Linked DNA regions of Mus musculus: region 2 is linked to region 1. Evidence: chromatin contacts called from public promoter capture Hi-C data. All regions are on one chromosome and are shown on one strand. The core of a region is the stretch at or near the end of the contact, and the rest is flanking DNA. Distances in the headings are between cores, read along the strand shown. Region 1 holds the start of Nr3c2 (nuclear receptor subfamily 3, group C, member 2). Region 2 overlaps Nr3c2 (nuclear receptor subfamily 3, group C, member 2).

Region 1 (7,200 bases), core at 3,142-5,641:
CTCCTAAATTTCTGAAATGTTGCAGTTATAATAACTCCATTTTATACCATACTTTTATCACATCATCTGTATTTAAAAGCATTGATTAACGTAGTGGTAGGAATCTGTGGGGAAAGAATTCTTGTGTTAAATTTACTCTGTAAATGGGAAGGTAGTCATCCAAGCCTAACATGTCAATCTCGGAAAAGGAATTTACATTATCTCAGTTACAATAAATGGTGGCTCTTCATCTAATGTTTTACTATGAAAAAAATTTCAAACATACAAGGAAGTTGGAGAAAACTTTTGTACTGGCAATTTGATCCTTCCATTATTATACTACATACACATGCCATATATATATATATATACACACACATCTTTCAGTTTATTTAACCAGTCCATCACTATCAATCCATCTTATTTTTGAGGCATTTCCAGTCAGTCTGCCAACATCAGTATATTTCTAAATTGTCCTTTTTTAAGTTAGCTGAATATAAAGTTAAATTTTATTATAAATTATAGAAAACATTTTCTTGATCTCACCTAAGACATACCTTCACAAAAGTTAACCTAGAAAACATTTTTACCAATAAAAAGCAGAAGAAAAGAAAACTGTTTTGCCCCATGTCAAAAAGCCATGTTGAGCCACCAAAGAACTGAGAAGTGTCATCGCTGTGGGTGGTGGAGCAGCTAAGCTGATGTGGGAGTGTGGGAATGGGGTTGGAGAAAGGCAGGGATTATTTTAACAGGACAGTTCCGTTTTGAATGGCGACCAGCAACTTTCACCTCTGTATAGGAAGGAATTGGGAAGAGGGGGGGGGGGGGCTTAGAAAACCATGGAAAGAGTGTCATACCAGAAAAGAGGGTTGTGAGGTGAATTCCCGGATTTATTTAACTCATTTCTAAAAAAGCAAGCAAGCAGGTGCGTGTACTCCTAGTGACACCAGTTTTCCCCGCCCCGCAGACTTCCAACTAGGGGCGTGTGTAACGGTGCATTGGAAGAGTCTTGAGCAGAGAATATCTCGCACACCCGCGAGTGAAAACGGGCGCGCGCACATACATTCACTGGACTGGGGTGACCTGAGTGCCTTGGGGTGAGAGGCTAGGATTTGGCAAGGGCTAGAGAGTGAGAAGGACGTGGGGGACAAGTGAACCCCAGGATCGCAGCTCAGGCTCAGTCCTCCTCCCACCGCCGCGTGCCCGCGCGCCGCGCCGCCCGGCCAGGGAGCCCGCCTTTCACTTTCGCATCTGCGTAGGTGTCTGCCCGGGCGGGCGCAAGGGCGCGGGGGCGCGCGGGGAGGCGCGGAGGCGCGCGACGGGGGAGGGTTGCAGCCGTTCTCCCCTTTCTGGGCCCGCAGCGCTCCGGGCGGCCGCTATGGAAGCGCGGGGTCGCTAGCGGTCGCTTCCCACGCGCCCTGGTGCGCAGACACCCCGGCCCGCCTGGTGCCCCCCCCCCCACGGTGGGGGTAGGGCAGCGACCCAAGAGCTGTCTCACTGGGTGGGCAGTGGAGGAGCAGGAAAGAAACTTTTCCCTCCTGGCCCGCTCTTGGTTTTCCAGCCCTCCACTCCCTATCCGGTGGCACCTGCACCTGAGGCCAGACGCCAGGTCAGGGCTGACTTTGGGGGCCGGCGAAGAGAAGAGGGTGCGTGCACTGGGGTTCCGTTTTCCCTCGGCCTTCTTGCTGTCAGTGGCTGGGGTTCCGACGACAGCCACCAGCACCCCTGTCTCCCACCAGCGGGTGGCAGGACCGCTGGACAGCCTCATACTGCAAGTGAGGGTGTGACCGAGGAGGGGGCCACGGCGCCGAGGGCTCCCCCTGCGGCTGCCCCCACAAACGCGCGCGCACACACACACACACACACACACACACACACACACAAGACGCTCTGTTGCCTGAGCTGTCACCCGCTACCCCAGCCCTGGGAGGGGGCGCGGAGAGCCCCGCTTCCCCGCTGCAGGCGCGGGAGCTTACCGCTGGACTGGCGGGCTCCCGGGACCTCCACAGTCACTGCAGGACGAACCAGCAGACTGGGAGACCCGCCGGCCCCAAGCCGGGCCGCCACTGCTGGGGACCGGCGGGTGCTCGGAGCCCCCTAGGCGCAATTTAGTGCCTCCAGCTCGCCAGCTTGCTGGCTCGCCGCCTCCAATAGGGTATCTGCACAGTCGCTCTATTACTGTACCCACCGTCAGTAGGGCGACTGCCAGGATTGCTATCCTCTCCATCCTGATTGCCGATCAGCCGGTATTGGACTTGCTGTTGACGGCGGCAGCGGCGGAGGCGGCGGGAGTCTCGCTGGCCCCCTCCCCCGCCCCAGTCTCCCTACCATGTCCTAGAAAAGGTGAGTGCAGCAACTGTCACTTTGCACCGACAGTGGTGGGAGGGGGCCGAGGAACGCAAGGGAGAGGCCCCGGGGTGCCAGGGCCAGTGCAGAGGGGAAGCGGGTCGGCTCAAGGAGGTGGGCTGCCGGCAGTAGACCAGGTGCCCGCCAGGCCGGCCCGGGACACGGGTGCTGGGAGGCTGGCGAGCGCGCGGAGGCTGCTCCGTGCCATTCTAACCTAGATTTTGCAAGGAGCTTCGATCCAGGGCAAAACCAGCTCTCCCTAAAGGAGATAAAAACTTAGTAAAAAGAGCCCGGTCCATTTCTTTAATAATGAATACCCACACTGGCTGAGTTGCAGCCACTGCTGCTTGGCGAGCCCGGGCCGCCGGGTCCGGAACTCCCCTAGCTCCAGCTCGCCACCCGCGCGCGGCCCCGGGCGTGATCGATGCTGAGAGTGCTCTCCCAGCGCGCGTGACAGCTACCCTCCCGGGAAAGTTGGGACACTCGGCGGGGGATTCATGTGTGTAGGGGCTCCAGGGCCAGCTCTACGCTGGCGACTGATGGGCACTGGAGTCCCAACCAGCTTGTCGTCTCCGCTGCAGTTTCTTTTGCCTCTGGGGAGTGTCCTGCTGGAGTGACTGAGACTTCCAGTCTCCTTGGGCTTGGGATCCGGGATCCTGAGGTTTAACTAACTGTAAGGAAAGGAGGGGCCTTTGGGCACAAGATGCCCTCCTCCTTCTGGGGCTTCAGCTCCTGGCGAGTGAGGGTGAGCCTGAAGCTGCACAGCTGCCGCCGGCGGCCTGCGGGTCGCCAAGGGCCAGGGGACCAGATTTAGGTGTGTATATCACTGGTGCTGACTCCCAGCCAGCAGGGGAGTCCAAAGACGAGCCTCAAACCAGTCTAAAAGTCCTTAGAAATTAAAGTTAAGGAGTCCATCTTTCGGCTTAGCAAGTGCAGTGCTTGGGTGGATGGGAGGGAAATCAGGGTTGGGCGAAGGAAAGGGGTCGAAATTTCTTCGCGCAGACAAACGATCCTTAAAAAATAGTTTTAGTGTCTCCCCTCATCCAGTATACCTGCCCCAATTATGTGCACCCCTTTCACACATTATAAAGTGAATATCCTCGAGATAGTAAGCTTTCTTGCATATTGAACTAGTGGAAAAATCCAGGACTAAAGTAGTATAAGTACAGTAACAAAATTATCAGGCGCCTCAGCTCTTGACCCTGGCACTTTTTTTTTTTTTTTTGGCAGGGGGTGGGGTGGAAGGAAGGCTGTGTTTAAAGGGGTTTGGCTGCACTGAAAGCACCCGCTTTTCCTGCGTGGTTAACACAAGGAAACTGAAATCGAGTGGGAACGAGATCCTCTGTCTCTCCGACAGCGGAGATTAAGGCTGCTCGGCGGGAAGGTAACTCTGAGAACGGGAGGGGGCGGGAGCAGAGCTTCAGGGGTCCCGGGGACACCCACCCGAGCAGTCCTAGGCCTGAGGACGCTGTGGGAGGCGCCGGGTGTGCACCGCTGTGGCTCACCTGGCGCTGCAGGTGGAGAGAGCAAGGGCTCACCATCTAGGCTGCTCTAGCGTCACCATGCTTTCCCCTTCTCTCCAGATTGCTGTGGTCGCCAGGGAGGGTGGGGGGGGGGCGACAGTTGTGTAGGTGAGAAGTTTGGGGCGAAGGAGCAGAGTGGGCTAAAGGGTAGCGTGTGCAGGGGTTGCCCGGTCGGGGCCACCTCCGGGAACCAGGAGAACTCGCCGCCTCTGCGGCTTTAAGGAAGCTGCGGAGTCCAGGCTGTGTCGCAGCAACTTTGTATCAGTCATGTCGCCCGCCTGGTGACTGACAGCCCCTGTTGCCCAATGAGAAGCGCGCCTGGCCCGCACAGCGTGGAGCCTTGTTTCCCCCTTGGCCAATGGAAATGGCTCCAGCGGGCGGGACAGCGACCTGAACTTTCTGGACATGTGACCCGGTTTAAAAGGGCCGGCTTTCCACTCCCCCCTCGGGGCTTTCGCCCGCCCCCTCCTCTTGGCCCGCCCCGGCCCTGCCCCTGACCCCTCCCCTCAGCTCCTGCGCACCCGGGGTGTCATTGGGCCCGGGAGAAGAGAGCCAACTTCAGGCTGCTCAGAGGAAGCTTGTGCAAGTCACCTGGGCGCCAAGCGCTGCTGTCTTGGGCTCTCCCGCTGCAGGGAGAGCGGCACTTGCTGGCCTGGATGTGGTTGGATGTAGGGGGGCTCCGCAGCAGGGGTGTCGTGGAGGTGGCAAGCACTGCAACAGGTAGACGGCGAGAGGACGACCCTGGCCAAGGCAGGTGTGTAGGGGTGCGCAGTGGGGCGTCTCTGGTCCAGCCCGGTGTGCGACTGTGGCAAGGGTGGCTTGCACTTTGCAGGGAGAAGCCGCTGCGTAATCCGGAGGCACAGTCAGTATGGTTCTGTGTGCTTGTTGTTTTGTTTTGGTTTTTCATCCCCCACACCCTCCCCACCCCCACCCCCCCCCACCCCCGGCTGGCTGAGGACTATTTTGGGAAAGTTTGGCCACTTTGGATAAATGCCCTCTAAAGAGCGGCTTTTAACCGCCTTTGGCAGTGGGCGGTCTACCACCCTCCCCTTTCCCCAAAAATGAATTTCAGATCGTTTGGCTCTTGCAAATTTTAAAGGACGTTTGAATAATGTTTCTTTCATCTATCAATTGCGGAAGCTCCCCAGTCTGAGTGGGAGGTGTAGCCGATAAGGGCAGTTGAAGGAGCTAGATCACCATAGATCTTGTATGAACGAGGTCTGGAAAATCTTGCGTTCCCAGTTCCTTTATATTTGGGGAAACTCTAGGGGATTCTTAGGACAGGGACAGACAAGGGATGAAGCTACTTTGGGTGGCATCCTTTTCCAGATGGGTTTTAGGTACATGACTTTTCCTGCTGAATTTTTAAAAGACGAGGTTTAAATCATAATGCTTCATCATACCATCTGCTTTATTTATTTATCATATCGTAGTTCGGAAAACTTTTGCTAGCAGAAGAGTTATTAAAGCCGCTGAGTTTTAAAGACACCAAGCTGCATCTTAACATCGCGGGTCTTCACTCTGTAGGTACTGTTATTGGTGATATTTACATAGTAGTGATAACAGCATTCTCCATCTATGTAGTCCTCCCTTGGAGCTTTAATTCCACGTTTGACATCATGGCATGCTACCTACCATTTGTGTCATGAAATACTTTCGGGAGTTTAGGAGAGACTAAAGCTAAAGCAAAGCTTTTTCTTTTATGGAAAGCTTTTTCCTTAAAGGAAGAGGGCAGGTGAGAGGAGAGAGAGAGAGAGAGAGAGAGAGAGAGAGAGAGAGAGAGAGAGAGAGAGAGAGAGAGCAAGCTGATGCGGCTCATTGGGTCAAGCCAGTGAGCAGAACTCATGTGTGCTTGGCTCTAACTGGTTCTCCCACTCTCTTAGGTGACCTTGGCAGGTTTATCCTTCATCTATAAGAGGGGAAGGTAACAGTCTTGAAGAGCAGAGCAACTCAAACTAGTTTCCTGAAGTTATCTGCCTTCTAAAGCAGCCCTCAAGGATGGGTCTCTACTGTACCACTCCAGGACAGTAACATAACTGGGGAGAAGGGGGAAGATGCCATTAAGAAGCAGATATGTTTTGAGCAGCATTAAAAGTGAAAGTTTCCAGAAAAGATACAAATTCCCAAGAATCTCTAATAATTCCTGGGGGGAAAAAAAGAAACTACTTTGTTATGGAATAGGGCAATTTAACAGACTATGAAACAAAGTTTTAAACTGTTTCCTTTGTGCTAATAGTATTTAAGGAAATATATTATACATAATATATTTAATTTAATTTATGCATATATATACATAATTCTGAGCTCTAGAGAGATTTGTATACCTAGCATATGGCTCATTTAGGACAATAGTGGCAAGTGCCCCTCAGGATATTAGTGAGTCCTTTGCACACATACATGTAAACATGAGCACGTGTATGTGTATACACACACACACACACACACACACACACACACACACACACACACGTAAAGCCTGTTGGTGCTTTCCCTTATCTATGTGGATATTTTTGTGTTCCTTTTGCATGGAAATAAAGGTCCGCAATGGCCCAAGCGTCTCTGCTACAGTGTTTCTGGGAAGCTTAGAGGCCTGCTTTTCCCTAAGCTAGGTACTCATGGAACTCCCTGCTTTATTTTATACTTAGATAACAAAAACCTTTCCCTTTACCCTCAGGATAAAGTTTTATGAGGATCATACTCATCAAGCTGTATTTTTAGTATTCATTGGTAAGTTCAGGTTGACTGAAGTACTCTTCAAAGCCATGATCATTGTGTCAATTCTAAAATGTCAACCCCAGTTTCCTGGACAACACAGGAAATAAATTTCTAACCTAACTCATTTGTTTATTAAAAAAAATACTAAAATAATAACCGAGGAGAAGTCACCATAAAATATTTCAGTAATCCTATTTTAAAAGCATCTGCTCTTTACAACAGTGTTTACAGGGAAATCGTTCACGTGCCAGTTGTTGCCCACCCTTCTGGGTTGGTTGCCAACCATCTCTGTTTCCTTTGAGAGGTAGGTGAGGAGACAGATGACGATACCTTGAACAAAGCCAATTTAGATTCTAGCAAAGCGTCTGGCAAACTCTTCACCATATTCCTGTCCATAATTCTGTGAAATGCAGTTGCCTTTAGGAGAATGTTTTGGGAGTCCAGGGTTTGGAGAACCAGGACTTCAGAAGTTGATATCAGCTGTCTGATGTTAGCTGATAAGCTGCTTCCCTGTAGAGAAACTGTGGCTGGTGCCCACAGCTTCCAGGAAGGATTCTACTGTGAGCTTTAAGGAGATTTATAGACCTGGCATATGACTCATTTAGACAATAGTGACAAGAGCCCACTCGGGATATTA
Region 2 (7,094 bases), core at 3,166-5,665, 200 kb after region 1:
AACCTCGCCTTTGAGAACATGTCATGTTATTAATGACAGCAAACTCGAATGTCTCAGATCACAAAGAACATTCACTCAGCAAAAGACAGGTCTAAGAGCCCATCTCAGACCTCTAAGAAGTCTTGATGTGTTCAGTGTTTAACTTCCTAAAGCACTGAAGTTTCACAATGCAACACATTTCTAATACAGATGTTTTGTTTACTTTCATAACAGTAAAATCAGAAAATACTGCAAGATAACTAAGAGAATATAATCAGAAAATAGTATACTAACATGTCAAAAACACTGAAGAGTCAGAGTGGATGTAGATTGAAACTTTGAGAAGTTTGTTATAAACTCATAATTTTACTTATTTGATTCAATAGAACCAAAACTAGAGTTTGTAGAAAGAGTGGGGACACTAACGTATCTTCCTTCCTCTTGTGTTTCCTTTTACTTTGGTTTTATATGGGGGCCGGTGTGTCAGAGCCTCACTAAGTAGCCTCTGCTTCCAAGTGCTAGGAAGACAGGCTTGTACCTCCCCTTGTCTCTCCTCTCAATGCCTCCCTTTGCAGGAAGAACCAGGACTTGAGTTTACAGATGCAAGCGCTTATAGCAACCACTTACAAATTCTGTAGTGAAAAGTATTTAGATTTTACTCAGCCATTTGAATCCTTGCTATGATCCACCCCCCACCCACCCCACCCCCACGCTGCAGTATAATAAAGGCGTCAACAGAATAGATTCCAGTAGTGTTTTTATGGAGAGGTGCACAGAACAGCACTCCCCACTCTGAGGCTAAGCAAATAATGACCGTCTGCTTCCTCTTCTATAAACAAAAGGAAATAAATCTTAAAAGCATCTGCCCTGCCTGTGTCAGACTGAGTAAGATGAAAAACAATTGGGTACACATATGTCTAAGTTACTTGAGAAACAATAAAAGATCATTTTATAAACCTTCCTATTAAAAATCATTTCCCATTCTTCAGAGCTTGATCAGTATGCACCAGTTATCAATAAAGTAGAAAATATTTATACAATAGGTAATTTATGTACATGTTAAATATTTGTCTTGAAAGAGTAAAAAATTAAGAAAAGAAAGCAAAGACAATTTTCTGTTCTTTCCAGATCATAATTCTAATTTCATTTTTCTCTTTCATTAACTGTGCCAAGATTTATAAAAGACACTGAATTCTACCATTCCACTCTGACAACTTAGTTGGAAAGTCAGTACAGAATCAGTCTTGGTTGAGTGTTTTGTTTCATGTGTTTCTCTCTGTGTGTGTGTGTGTGTGTGTGTTTCTGTGTGTGTGTGTGTGTGTGTGTGTGTGTGTGTGTGTGTGTGTGTGCTGTGACACAGGCCCAACCAGAGGACAAGCCTGGGTGTCTGCCCTCATTCCTCAGCTTGTCTCCCCAACCAGCACTGAGATGGCAGCCGGTGCTACTGCACATGGTGTTTGCTTGGGTTCGAGGGATTTGAAGTAAGGTTCTCACCATGCACACCAAGTGCTTTACCCACTGTGCCATCTCTCCCAAGCACAGAATGTTTTCCTAATGTGGCCCTAACATAGCATTTCTCCAGTAAAGAGAGTTCACAATTTGATACTGATGTTCCTGTGTGAACTGAAAATGAGTAGGGTTGGGAGGTAGTAATAGTGTGTCATCGAAATCCTAAATAAAAATCTCAGCAAAAACAATCCTGAGGGGAAAAACTTGAAATATTTATAGAAATGTCACTACTAAATAATAGACTAGAAAATCCTTCTAATAACCTTCTCTTTCTGTTTTTTTAAAATTAAATGTTCTTGTGACACACCTGATTAGGATTTATTTAAAGAGTTTCATTTATGTAATTAACAATTAATGATACTTAAAATTCACTATACTTATGTTGCACCTTGGAAGTATTGAGATAACTGACCTCTTTCTAATTTCACCATAATCTGAGAGAATTGAGCTGTAATCAGAAATAAGGTAGCTCAGAACTCACTCAGATATAAGTAAGACAGGGTCAGAACGCAGGTAATCAAGGCAGCACTGGGTGCTGAGAAGACAGAGAAAGGCAGAGAAGCCACAGGGCTGGAGCTGCGTGAGACACAGCAGTTACTGGTGATGGAAGCCGTGGACTACGCTGCCTATGGTGTAGAGAACCCGGGTGTAGTCAGTCCTTCAGCCAGCCCTTCTGACGTGGCCCCACGTGCACTCTGTACTTTGTTCCCATTGGTTAAAAGGCAGGAAGACCTCATATAAGCACGTGACTGCCTTCTCGGCAATCCGCATACTTTTTAATTGGCATACTTTTATTTAATTACTGCATAATTTGTTTTTTGAGACAGAGTTACCCTATGCAGCCCTGGCTGTCCTAGAACTCTGTCTGTAGGGGAGACTGGCCTCAGACGCAGAGCCTGCCTCTGCCTACTGAGCACTGAGATTAAAGGCGGGCACCACCACAGCCAGCAATGGTCAGCTATATTTTGAGAAATATTTATGAAATGGTAGGACTACTGCAGAAACCAAATGGAACCCTTAAATATTTATTTTCTCTTTAAAATAGTTCTTTTACTTTTTTTACAATAAAATTTCTCGCTACGGAGCTCAGTTCAACAAACAGAACACTCATGTATTCAGACACTGATATTTATTCTGTTTTTCCTTGGGCTGACTTGTAATTCATGGTAGTGACCCACAAGGAAGAGATGCAAATCTAGAAAGTCATTTTAATAGGAAAAATTAACCTCTGTTGAACTTTGAACACATAAAACAATTCAGAGAATTATTGCATTTTAAAAATTATTTGAAGAAAAGGATTTCAACTGGGACAGCTCTAATAAAAAGGCATACATAAAAAGGACCACAGATAAATGTTTCCTCACATGTTTCTTTTGTATTATCTAATATGTTTAAAATTAGACTTTAAAAAGGAAGAATAATAACAAAGAATGTTGGTCAACATTAACAAAATGCCTGATTTTAAAAGAAGTTCAGGGGGCTAACGAGATGGTCCAGCAGTTATGAGCACTGTCTGTTCTTCTAGAGGTCTTGAGTTCAACTCCCAACAACCACATGGAAGCTCACAACCATCTATGCTGGGATTTGAAGCCCTTTTCTGGCATGCAGGTGTACATACAGATTGAGCACTCATTTACATAAAATAAATAAATAAATCTGTAAAAGAGGTTCAATTAAGAAATACCATTTAAAACTGGCTTGGTTAATCCCTCAAACAATCTTTCCTTTAAATTTCTTTAACTTAAATAGACTTTTAACATATCTGACTACAGTTTCTTTGCTTATCTTTGCTAAGGGGGCGGGGGGGAAGTGACCTCAGATACCAGGGGTGCCTAAGTTCACTAAACACATGCATTTAATCCTTGACTCTTAAATTATTTTTTTTAAAAAAATACTTGTTTATTTGTGTGGGTGAATGCCCATGAGTGCATGTGTGCATAGGTGCTTGCCTTCATTTTTGTTCATGCAGCGCCTCTCTTGTATCTGCCAGCACATTGAGTACTCCAGACTAGCTGGCCCATGAGCTTCAGTGATTCTCCTGCCTCTGCCTGGCATCTCACTGTGGAGTACTGGGATTATAGATGCATAACCCTGAATCTGGTTTATGTGGGTTTGTGAGCTAGAGAATCCAACCTGAGACATCATGTTTACACAGCTAGAACATTTACTGTCTGAGCCACCTCTCCAACACCTCTTAAATAACTTAGGGGTTATTAAACTACATTTCAGATTTTAAACTAAAACATTAGTAATCATTTTAAGGAGGCTCACGAGTAGTCATTCCACCAGCAATCACATTTAGGACCCTGTTCTTCCGAGTGTTTATGTGATCTGGACTTTCCTGTTTCCTTGAGAAGAATGGAAATGTCATTATGCCGAGGGGAAGACCTGCTGCAGGTTGCAGAGCACTGTCCCCTAAGGGACACAGCGCAACACTGGTGTAGGCTCACAGGAAGCTTCTTCTTGCTTTCATATCGTCTGAGGAGGAGTCATCAACTATATTCTTTCAAGAATATATTACACATAGTCACCTGTCACTGAGTGAATAGCTACTTCAAAAATCCAAGGAAAGGAGGCCTGTGCAGTAACTTGCCCTGTGTTACTCAAACTATAGGGTGAATATTCTCTAATATGCATACAATACTCTTAAGATCACATAATAAAATAATCCTCTCAGATGTAAAATAGACAATTGGCTTTCTCTTACCCAATTTCCTTTTAAGACACTATTTCTAGACTCGGTCTGTTAAAGCTTAATGTTTGACAACTGCGTTTACTTTAATTGTAACTGAGACTAATGATAGTTTCTCATCTTCCTTTTAAATTTACCCCACTGTAGTCAGATTCATAACCTCAGCAAGCCATGCTGAAATCCTGGTGCCATTGTTCATGGTATTTGTCATAGTTAATAATTATTAACTACAACCACGAGCCAAGCTTGAAGTGGACATTGTGCCCCTCCCCCCACCTCCTGGGCACTTTGGGTAAAGGTTAGGCAGTATTGTAATGTTTTATTAACTAGAAATTTCATATGTGCATACAATGCATTTTGAGGAAATCAACCCCCCATCACATCCTAATCCCTCCAGTATCTTAGTTTTTAAGGAGGAAGTTAACTAGAATAATGAACAATTTCTCCCCATGTCAATGGTGAAGGATACATAGCTGGGCCTATGAGCAGCTCTTTTTGCATATGTTTCTTTCTTACTTTATGTCACTATGTAATATATGACTGACTCAGGTATCACATACATGAGTGCATACATTTCATCCTGGGTGTAGTACCAAACATCTTCTTGATTCTAACTGTAAAAGTAATACCTGGTTCTCATGGTGTGTGAGAGCTTGGAGATCATACATCTTAAGTACCTGACCTGTAGAGACACCAAGTAAAAAAATCAATTGTCAGTGCTGTCACTCTCTGCCAGGCTGGGCCTAGTGCATGCTATACCTTTCTACATGGTTATGCAGTGGGACGATCTATAAATATGTTATGGAACAATAGTTTTGTATGTCAGAGTCTAACTCCACCCAGCCCTGCCCCATAAACACTAAATATAAAAGGTATATTTGAAACCTGCAAGGGGTAGATCTGATCCCTGGTGAGAAGAAAGAATGAAGGAGAATTGTACACCTAGAGCCAGCAGCTTTCCCAATTGTGCAAATAGCTCTCTTTTATTATCAAATACAGTGATGGATGACATTAAAAGCTCTAATACTATTTTGTAGGTGAGATTCACCACATGATATTAGGTGTGGGCACAGTTCAAAAGTCCTACCCTATTATTTTTCTAAAAGGAGTAATTCAAATTCTAACTTGAAACAAAAATTTACCAAAATTCTGCTAATGAGGACCTTAAATGGAGCTAACTTTAATTTTTATTTTCTTTTCAAGAGAAGAAAATGCAGTCATTGATTTTGAAAATGAGGCAAGGCTAAGGAGATGACTCAATCAGTGGAAGATTTGTAATTCAGGCATAAGGATCAGAATTAATCCCCACGTTAAAGAGCTGGTTCGGGTTGGTGGCACTCACTCGTAAAACCAATACTGAGTGTAGGGCAGAAAGAAGATGATCCCTGGGCCTTGCTGGCCAAAAAGTCTCTCCAAATCAGTGAGTTCCACGTACAATGAGAGACCCCGACTCAAAGATAAGCATGAGATCAAGAACACCTGGTGATGACCTCAAACACTAACTCACATACACAAGAGTACATAAACATATATACATTTAGTGCGGCTTAGCTTGACTGTCCACTTAATGGAAGCTAGAATCACCTGGGAAGAGAGTTGGACTGAGAATTAACTAGATTATGTTGGCCTGAGAGTGTGTCTATGAAAGATTGTCTTCACTGTTAATGAGAGAAGACATGCCCAGTGTGGACAGTACCATTGCATGGGCTGAGTCCTAGGCTCCACAAGAACAGAGGAAGCTAACAAATAAGCAGGCAAGAGTGTGTTGGTTCTCTCTTGGCTCTTGACTGTGGATACCAAGCAACTAACTGCTAATGTTCCTGCTTTGGCTTCCCTGAGGTGGTGGACTGAAGTTGGAACTGTAAGCTGAGCAAACCCTTTGTTGGTATGTTTGTCACAGCAACAGAAAGGAGACTGAAATGTATAGAGTTCTGGCTCTTCCAACAGTTCTGGTGACCTGACAGAGTAATATTACCTCTCCCAGACCAAGTGTTCAGTAGCTAGGACTCCCCTGGCAGACTTCTGCCCTTGGGGTGTCCACACCCTGATACATACAGGATGGGGAAGGGTAAAGCGAAGTCTGGAAATGTGGGTCAGCAGGATCTCAGTCCTTCAGTGAATGGGCGGCATGGGGGATAGGGGAGGTGTGGGGGTGTCAGGGGTGTGGGACAAGGGAGGTGGGGGTTAGGGGGTTCGGAGGTGGAGGAGGTAAAGGGGATGGGGTGATCTCCTCTGAAGACTTCAGTGCTTAGAAAACATCTCATACACTTTATTTGGGGTAAATCAAGGGCTATATACTTGAACCCGGGAGCATTTGAAGGGGTTCTACTTAGGGTGAACTTTCATTGGCTGAGGTTTCAAGTACCTCATTTGCATGGAGAGGCATTCCAGAAAATTGAACCAGTAACTTTGTGGAGGATTGTGTGATCAGGCAGAGAAGAGGAAGCCCTGCTAAGACAAGGGAGTCCTCACCAGGCAATCATGACACACACCTTTAATCCCAGCACTTGGGAGGCAGAGGCAGGCGGATTTTTTGAGTTCAAGGCCAGCCTGGTCTACAGAGTGAGTTCCAGGACAGCCAGGGCTACACAGAGAAACCCTGTCTCAAAGAAAAGAAAAAGAAGAAAGGAAAAAAAGAAAAGGGAGTCCTCATTTTGCACCCCGCTCAGCCAGACAGGGTAGACTACGACCTTAGTAGGAAGGTGTAAGAGCGGCCTGTCCAGCACAGGTGTGAGCTCGGGAGCTCGTGCTCAGGAAGAAGCATGCCGGGACCAGTTACATCCGGTTCTCTCCATGCAGTCATGTCACTGGACTCTGTACATGTAGCTGTATCACTCCCACACACAGTGCCCCTTGGTTACAGATTTTAAATTGCCACCAATCTACCTTGGGCAAACACATTTTAAAGATTTTT

The links. Promoter capture Hi-C pulls out the DNA fragments that hold promoters and counts their contacts.
Region 2: a contact with region 1 is called in a promoter capture Hi-C map of liver. The contact joins the enhancer-like site here to the promoter of Nr3c2 in region 1. A contact is called at or near these places in 2 of 39 promoter capture datasets (hippocampal neurons and liver), 3 of 484 Hi-C or Micro-C datasets (cortical neurons, pancreatic cancer cells and peritoneal macrophages), 1 of 115 datasets of contacts at active chromatin or transcription factors (fetal liver) and 1 of 9 other capture datasets (adipose tissue).

Annotation. Positions count from the first base shown.
Region 1 is chr8:76,897,939-76,905,138 of GRCm38.p6, forward strand. Nr3c2 (nuclear receptor subfamily 3, group C, member 2) reads left to right here and starts at 4,392. Exons shown (of 9, transcript NM_001083906.2): 1 at 4,392-4,602. Gm10649 (predicted gene 10649) reads right to left here and starts at 2,683. Exons shown (of 2, transcript NR_028579.2): 1 at 2,168-2,683.
Region 2 is chr8:77,096,141-77,103,234 of GRCm38.p6, forward strand. All of the region lies in intron 3 of Nr3c2 (nuclear receptor subfamily 3, group C, member 2), which reads left to right. Among named protein-coding and RNA genes, the nearest start is that of Gm24838, 47 kb to the right of the region's middle. Within about 2 kb of position 4,416, at least 6 of the 459 cell types and tissues checked have an H3K27ac peak or open chromatin away from gene starts, as enhancers often do. A contact at or near this core is called in liver and pancreatic cancer cells, where this site is marked.